2 separate regions of the Mus musculus genome follow, and region 2 is linked to region 1. A link is a contact called in public Hi-C data. All regions are on one chromosome and are shown on one strand. The core of a region is the stretch at or near the end of the contact, and the rest is flanking DNA. Distances in the headings are between cores, read along the strand shown. Region 1 has its middle 61 kb from the start of Lurap1l. Region 2 overlaps Mpdz (multiple PDZ domain crumbs cell polarity complex component).

The links. A called contact is a pair of places that touch in the nucleus more often than the background predicts.
Region 2: a contact with region 1 is called in a Hi-C map of embryonic fibroblasts, with 2.6 times the contacts expected there. The contact joins two enhancer-like sites. A contact is called at or near these places in 1 of 484 Hi-C or Micro-C datasets (embryonic fibroblasts) and 1 of 9 other capture datasets (adipose tissue).

What each region holds. Positions count from the first base shown.
Region 1 is chr4:80,969,993-80,973,867 of GRCm38.p6, reverse strand. No RefSeq gene overlaps it. Among named protein-coding and RNA genes, the nearest start is that of Lurap1l, 61 kb to the right of the region's middle. Within about 2 kb of position 1,812, at least 45 of the 459 cell types and tissues checked have an H3K27ac peak or open chromatin away from gene starts, as enhancers often do. A contact at or near this core is called in embryonic fibroblasts, where this site is marked.
Region 2 is chr4:81,300,195-81,304,069 of GRCm38.p6, reverse strand. Mpdz (multiple PDZ domain crumbs cell polarity complex component) reads left to right here. Exons shown (of 47, transcript NM_010820.3): 32 at 397-477. Among named protein-coding and RNA genes, the nearest start is that of Gm25803, 36 kb to the left of the region's middle. Within about 2 kb of position 1,814, at least 13 of the 459 cell types and tissues checked have an H3K27ac peak or open chromatin away from gene starts, as enhancers often do. A contact at or near this core is called in embryonic fibroblasts, where this site is marked.

The DNA of each region.
Region 1 (3,875 bases), core at 563-3,062:
CTATAGACATAATTTACTTGGATCAAGCTGACAGTCAAGATTAACTATTCCAACTTCCATTAGTCTACAAGGCTTTTCATTGTCTTTACCAGCCAGACTCTTGAATTATATTTCCTATCACTTATATTTTAGGCGGCCTGTATGCTTGAGAGTCAGAGAAACTTTTAGCTGCTCAGTCAATTGCTAGACTACTCAAAGAAAGAATGGCCAATGAAGCCTGAAAAATGTCTAAGGAGTCTCTGCTATGAGCCCATCAGAAGATGATAAAGCTAGTGTAAGATATATTATCATGGTCAAATTCACTGTGATGTAACTCTATCACATTTCCTGATAACATAAGAATGAATGCCCACCAACAATTTAGAGACACACAAAAGTCACCTCAGGAGCCATGTCTTCACTAAACAACATTTCTAATATTAGTTTTTAAATCAATACATATTATTTCGTTTATGTTTGATTATTATATATTCATGGCATGTGGTTCTATATTTCATAGGGACATTTTCATTCATGTATATATTTAGTTATCTCTTTAGTATGGTGCTGTAGTTCCCTCTATTTGACATTAATACAATGCATATGGTATAATTTTCATATTAAATTTAATGATCTCTATTTTCACTCTGTCTTATTATTTCATAGTAGACTGAAGAAAACCTGGTATCTCAGTGTTTAAAATTATGAAGCTATTAAGTAGCAAAATCACCAGACATGATATATTCAGATGTGTAGGTCTATCTCACTATTGAGGAATTATTCCAAATAATGTAAAAGTTATGAGCCTTACTCCAAATTCTATTTCCTAAAGTTTAAGCAGAGTCTTTAAAATCTACTAATTAAAGATTCATTTATTTTATATGTGTGAGTACACTGTCACTATCTTCAGACATACCAGAAGAGAGCTTCAGATCAGATCCCATTATAGATGGTTGTGAGCCACTATGTGGTTGCTAAGAATTGAACTCAAGACCTCTTCAAGAGAAGCCAGTGCTTAACCACCAAGCAATCTCTCCAGCCTTCAAACTCCATTAAAAATAAAAAGCTATAAAATCTAATTTTCTTCAAGTTCAGGAGGTGGGAGTAGGGGGGACCTTCTAGAACATACCAGAGACCTGGGAGATAAGAGATTCTCAGGTCTCAAAGGGAGGGATCTTAAATGAAATGCCCAGCTGTAGGGAGAGAGAACTTGTAGAGTCCATTTCCAGTAGAAAGACAGGTCATCAAGTAGAGGAACAGTGTTACCATCTGTCTTCAGGTTTTACTGCTGTGAACAGACACCATGACCAAGGCAAGTCTTATAAAGAACAACATTTAATTGAGGCTAATTTAAAAGTTCTGAGGTTCAGTCCAGCCAGTATCATCAAGGCGGGAACATGGCAGAATCCACCTCACCCTTGAGAGACATGAGGCCCCGGGAATTGGGAAGACCTGGTGGGGTGGGGAGGGATTAGAGGGCTGAGGACATCCTCTTGGAGACAGGGGAAAAGGATGGGATGAGAAACTGTTGGAGGGTGGACTGGGAGAGGGAAAACAACTGGACCATAAAAAAAAAATAAAGATTTAAAAAAAAAATCTACTAAATCTAACTAAACAGTATAGATTGAATCTGAACTTTCTTTGTACCTTTTCTAAACATAGGTTCTTCTATTAAGTTTTTCCAATGGAAAAGCACAATTTTATTCAGCCAGATTAAAATCAATCTTGGTGCATGATCTTTGAGGAAGTTCTAAATCTGGCTCATTCCATTCTAGTGAATCAACTTAAACACAATGTACTTGAGAACAGGGATGAGCCAGCACATTTTGGCTTTTATTCCCTTTGAGTCATGCTGTGTATAACAAAGGCCACAAGCTTTCTGCACAGATCCTTGCCCCTCTCTTGGACACAAATGGAGAGTAAGATGCAGATTCCAAACGTCTGTGGTTTTCTTCCTTACCTGTACCTGGTACTGAGATGAATAACAGCATTTGTGTTCTGACATTCACATGACCAGAAGAAGAAGAGATTGCAACATTGAAGGAAATTATGCTTTTCTCCCTCTTTGATTTAAACTTTGAGTGAAGCATGTTGGCTAAAATAGTTTTGGAGCTTGAGAGTTGATTTCAAGGTTAAGAGAACTTGTGCTACATTTATGCAAAAGCACTCCTCTTGTTCCTAAGATGTATCACTCCCTGCATACTGTTATGACAAACGGACATCTACAGGACAAAAAAAAATAATATCTTTTGATTCTAGAAGATGGGAAGTTAAAGAATAATGTTCACAGAGGTTAGGTGTTTCCTTGCTCCTAGATAAAGATCTTTCATAATAATCTCACTCTATTACAGAATCAAAAGAGCTATGGCTTCCTGATGCACTGTCCAATCAACTTACCTCTAAGTATCTTCCTGTGGAGTATATTGCAACATATTAATGTGAGAAGAAAACAATCTTGAGCATGTGGCTGTAATGGAAAACCTCCTCAACTTTATTGTCTTGACTCATGGTAGCAAGGAGCACAGCTAAGAAATCATAATGAAAAAGGAGTCCAGGAAGCAAGAGAGGTAAGAGCAAAATATCAGATAGGAGTATAAATTCTGCACAGACTGCTAGCTGGTTGTTGCATGAAGATTTGTTCCAAGATAAACAGTGCTCTCAGCTCCCTCTTGGCTTCCCTTTTGTTTTACCTGCCTTTAGCTCTGGGAGGTAACTGTACTACCAGTCCTCTCTCAACTTCCCCCAATCCATGGATAAAACATATAAACACAGTTTGTTCTTTTATAACTTGCCTTCTTGGCACAATTGCTGGGCACTGGTATTTCCCACCTGGAAAAGCTTGCCCTTATCAATTTATTATCTCTGTCTCTGCACCAGCCCTAAACTTCAGTGGGTAGTCCCATCTAACACCTGTCAAACATACTCAGTCCCAACCTATAGTTGTGGCCACAGGTCCCAAATCTCCCCACCCCCAGGGACCTCACGTGGTTGCTGTGTTCGTCTCCCTCTAAAGCATGGCAGAAACTCCTCTCTCCTTCTTTTTGTCTGCCTTTTCCTCCTGGGACCCAGAAGTCCTGTCTGTACCTTTTGCACAGCAATCAGCCCCCAGCTTTCTTTACTGACAAATCAAGAACCAGTGGGGACCAGGTCCTTAGCATCATAACTGTTCCCTACACCTCACCTTGTCTGTCACATTTTCAAAATCAAAATCTTCTCCCAGACATAAATTGAACAAAACCCTAACAACCATGTAAATTACACAGTATTACAAATGACATCCAGTCCATCATATTTGTCAACTAGGTAAAGTGCTCTACCATCATTCCTAACTGAAAGAGTTATGATTCTATCCCTAGATTATGTTTAGATTTTAGCCTGTAATGCCACCTGAAAATCATGTCGTCTACTCTACAAACTCTTTCTTTCAATGTTAAACAACTCAAGTTTGATTATAAACTAAAACTAGTTTGCAACCTCATCAGAAATCTGAGAAAAACTTAAGCATTACTTGGGTATGTAGAAAATATCAAATATCAAAATAGCTTCTCAGATAAATGTAGAGACAGCTAGCTACAAAGACAGACCTGTAATTCCTGTAAATCTTGGAGTGTCAGTTTGGCCTTATGGATCAGGATCATCTGACAACTTTTGCAAAGCAGAATTAAGGACTCTTCACTCCGTCTCAGCAAAGCCAGCAGTCAACTATTCTGTATAATATGTTCTTTACACGGACAGTATTAGTCTGCAGATGAAATAGGCAATTTTTGCTCAGTGACTACCTTGCCACACTAAGCAACCTGGCCTGGAGGTGAAGATGCTCAATGTCTTCTTTGTACCAACAAGGGGGTGCTATCAGTAGTAGATATGTCTCACTGTCAAACGATTAAATAACATTA
Region 2 (3,875 bases), core at 565-3,064, 330 kb before region 1:
TAGATGGTAAACTTGTATTTTCATATTGTACCAACTTTGCCCTTAAACGGTATTATTTAATAACTTTTATGGAAAGCGTTCAATAGTTTCTGAATACCCATCCTAACTTGGGAGGGAAGAATGCTGCATGGCGCCTCTTCAGTCAGCGCTGGCTCCTCACAGTTCATTATTGAGGAAACCCAGGCAAATATCCAACCACCGGAGTGTGTGATGTTCCAAACACAACGGCTGTCCAGTCACACCTCCCAAGGATTTTAATATAAAACACACTATGATAACTATGATTAGATATTAAGATACAAGTAATATATAACATGAAATCATTCTGATGAAGCGGCACTTATATTTGAAACAAAACTTGCTAACAGTCACCTTTTGGATGTTTTTCTTTGTCAGGTGGAACCATGCAGTACTACATCTGCTTCCGCTGCGGACCTCAGCTCACTTACAGATGTGTACCAGCTGGAGCTTCCTAAGGTACATCTGGGAGTTAAATGATTAAATGCCCTCCCACACTGGTTCCGTTCACTGGCTCCCTGGAACATAGACTCCAGAGAGCGACATCCGCACCATCTGGGGTCTCCTTAGAAATGCGGGTGCTGGGACCTACCCCGAGCTTCCTGTGAGTGAGAGGCTCTAGGCATGGGCCTGGAAGTCTGCTTTCATAAGCCACCTTGATTGTACTGCACACTAACGCCTGAGGACTCCTGAGCTAGTCATCCCTTTCCTGTGATCCGCCTTTTCCTGATTTTAGGGTTATTCAAAGATATGAAATGTGTCATCCCTCTTTGATTCATTTGCTGAGATGCTGGTCAGTGGATTCTAAAATGAAGACGCAAGTAGAAGATCACTGCTGATTATAAAACTGAAATAACTGGAGGTTCAGATGTTAGGTTCCTGCTCAGTGAGGTCTGACTTTCAGGTTCAATGCTGCTGACTGCAATGGTTTGCTGAAAAGGAGGGTTTTCACCTTCCACAGCTCATACTGAGAAGCGGGTGAGCATGCGGGTCTGAAGGAATCAGGGAAGAGCTCAGGCACAGGCAGTGACGGAAGGAGGAGAAGGCAAAAGGCTGTTCTCAGGAAAGGCTGCTAATGTGGATGGTTGGAGTGGCCCATTTCCTCCTGCCATGAGGCACCGAGGCCTGGTCCTCTGAGCCTGGGACATTCTGTCTGGGCAGAGCCTAAGCTTCATCAGAAAGGAGCTTTAGTGCATAAATTTCCTCAATAATAAAGTGTTAGTCAATAATAAAGATTAAATGAATTATACAATATCATAATTCCTAGCACACAGCCAGACTATTGGAAAAATACCATGACTGTATTGATTTAGTTTCTTTATCCTTTTCTTTCTTTCTTTCTTTCTTTCTTTCTTTCTTTCTTTCTTTCTTTCTTTCTTTCTTTCTTTCTTTCTTTCTTTCTTTCTTCCTCCCTCCCTCCCTTTCTCTCTTTCTCTCTCTCTTCCTTTCCTTTCCTTTGTTTCCTTTCCTTTCCTTTCCTTTCCTTTCCTTTCCTTTCCTTTCCTTTCCTTTCCTTTCCTTTCCTTCCCTTTCTCTTTTTCTAACAAAACAGACCTGTACAAAGATGGACTGCCTCAGCCTTTTTAATATATACTATTACATTTTTGAGAATGTCGTCTGTGTACACCGTGTATCAAAACACTTTCCCCCAACTTCTCTGAGGGCCTCTGGCTACCCTCTAGGCACTCCCAACTTCTTGTCCTGGCCTCCCTCTCCCAATTTGTGCTATACATATACTCCTGGGTGTGGGAGCATAGTTGACCTACCAGGGACAACATTCTTAAGCCATCACACTTGATGAGTCGCCACCACCACCCATGCAGGAATGCTTGGTCTTATGCAGATAGCATTGGCTGCTATGAGGCCTTATCATGGGTAGAAAAAGAAAGTTTTACTATGAACTGTTTTGCTTTAGATAGAGCAAACAGAATAGAAGTCATTAAAAGCTTTTCCTTCCTGCCAAAACTGTCCATATATTTTAATTAGAATCCCTCCTGTTGTCATGTCAGAGTGATTATGTCCTCTGCTTCTGTCCAAATTTCAGGCCTTAGTTTGTTTTAAATTTGTAAATGTCAAAGCCACTGTTTAATAATGCAATTATCTACCTATACCTTAATTATAGTTAGCTAGAAAGCACTTAAATGTATGCTGAAAATTTGGTATAAATTTTTTTTTCAGTTTTATATTTATTTTTTCAGTTTATATTTATCTGGAGAAAAGTTGAAAATATGATAAATGTCCCTCATGCCCTTTTATAGCAATTCAAATAGATTTCCTCATGCTTAGTGTATGCTGGAATACACAAGTGCCAGAGAAGGCTAGAAAATGAGCACGATAGTTGAGAGGCAGGAAGCACTACCACAGCCAAGAGCACAGACGGAAGGACAGGCAGACCGCCCGGAGCAGAGCCCTGGACTTACCCTTCCTAGCCACAACGGTTACCTAGGACAGATAACTGCATCAGCTCATGGCGTTTGTATTCATTATCCTGACAAAAGAAACTTGAGGAAAAATGGGTTGATTTTGGCTCACAATTCAAGGGTACATTCTGTCATCACAGGTGAATCATGGCAGCAGGAGTTTGAGGAAATAGATGTCCACATTGCATCTGTAGTTAGGAAGCATAGAATGCTTAGTTTTGTTTCTCCTTTCCATTCAGCCTAGAACACCTACTTAAGGCGGTTATTCTCACTTCTATTAACCATATATATATATATATGTGTGTGTGTGTGTGTGTGTGTGTCCCTAACAGGTATGCAATGCATACTGGATAGCCTCATCTAGGTATGTCTAAGAGGAATGTCTTGAGGCTGTCTCCAAGGTGATTCTAGATCCTGTCAAATTTACAATCAATATTAATATTAGGAATTTGGGCTGTGGTGTGATGAATCTGACCAAAAAAAAAATTTTTTTTTTGAGAGGATTGTAGCATTTTGGAGTTGTGGATTTGAAAATCTGGGGAACTCACTGGGGAGATATATTCTCAGGGACATCATACAGATGTGTGATGTGGCCAGTGGTGGCCAAGGATACATCTGCAGCTGTGAGACAAACTTGGTAGTGTGTGATACTCACCCATATGTCCCTCTTTTTTTCATGGCCTAAAGTCTACAGGATTAAAATGGTCACGAATAGCAGCCAAGGCTTGGCATTGAGAGAGGCCAGGACGGCCATTGGTGAAGGTGCAGCCTTAGCTTCAGTGGAGATGCTCAAGATCGAAGAGGATATGGGAAGAGCTGAGGCTGGGCACCGTAGGCTCTAATGGCCACTGGTGAAAGTGTCCTCCGTTGTAGTGGTGCTCTCAGCATTAAAGGGGCTGTGGAGAGAAGCTGAGGCTAGCCACCATGAAGCAGAGGCAGAGTCCCTGAGGAGACAACAGAATAGGCTCTTTTGACATTGACGCCTCAGTTGTGGTGGACATGCCTGGATTGAAGGGTTTATGGAGAGGAGCTGAAGCTTGCCGCCAGGCAAGGCCAGTACTGAACATACAGCCTTAGCTGCAGTGGAAATCCCAGGAAATGGGGATTACCTGGACTATGGGATAACTACCAAAGAGTAGGAGGTGTGCAGTGGAGTGGAGTGGGCTGAGCAGAGGAGATGAGCTGCATGTGTGATGCACAAGAAAGCTAGAGAGGTGGAGCTTTCGGAGTCCAGAAGGTTCCGATTGAGTCCAAGATGTTGGTCTCTGACCGGTTTACAATGTTGAGGTTTGGTTTCACTTTGATTTAACTGTTACTGTGCCTTGGGTCTTCCCTCTTGGAATAAAAAAGTATGATCGTTGTTTTTTACTTTACTGGAGCCCCAGTTAAGAGACTTTAAATATTTAAAGAGACCTTGGACGTTCCTTTTAACTTTGT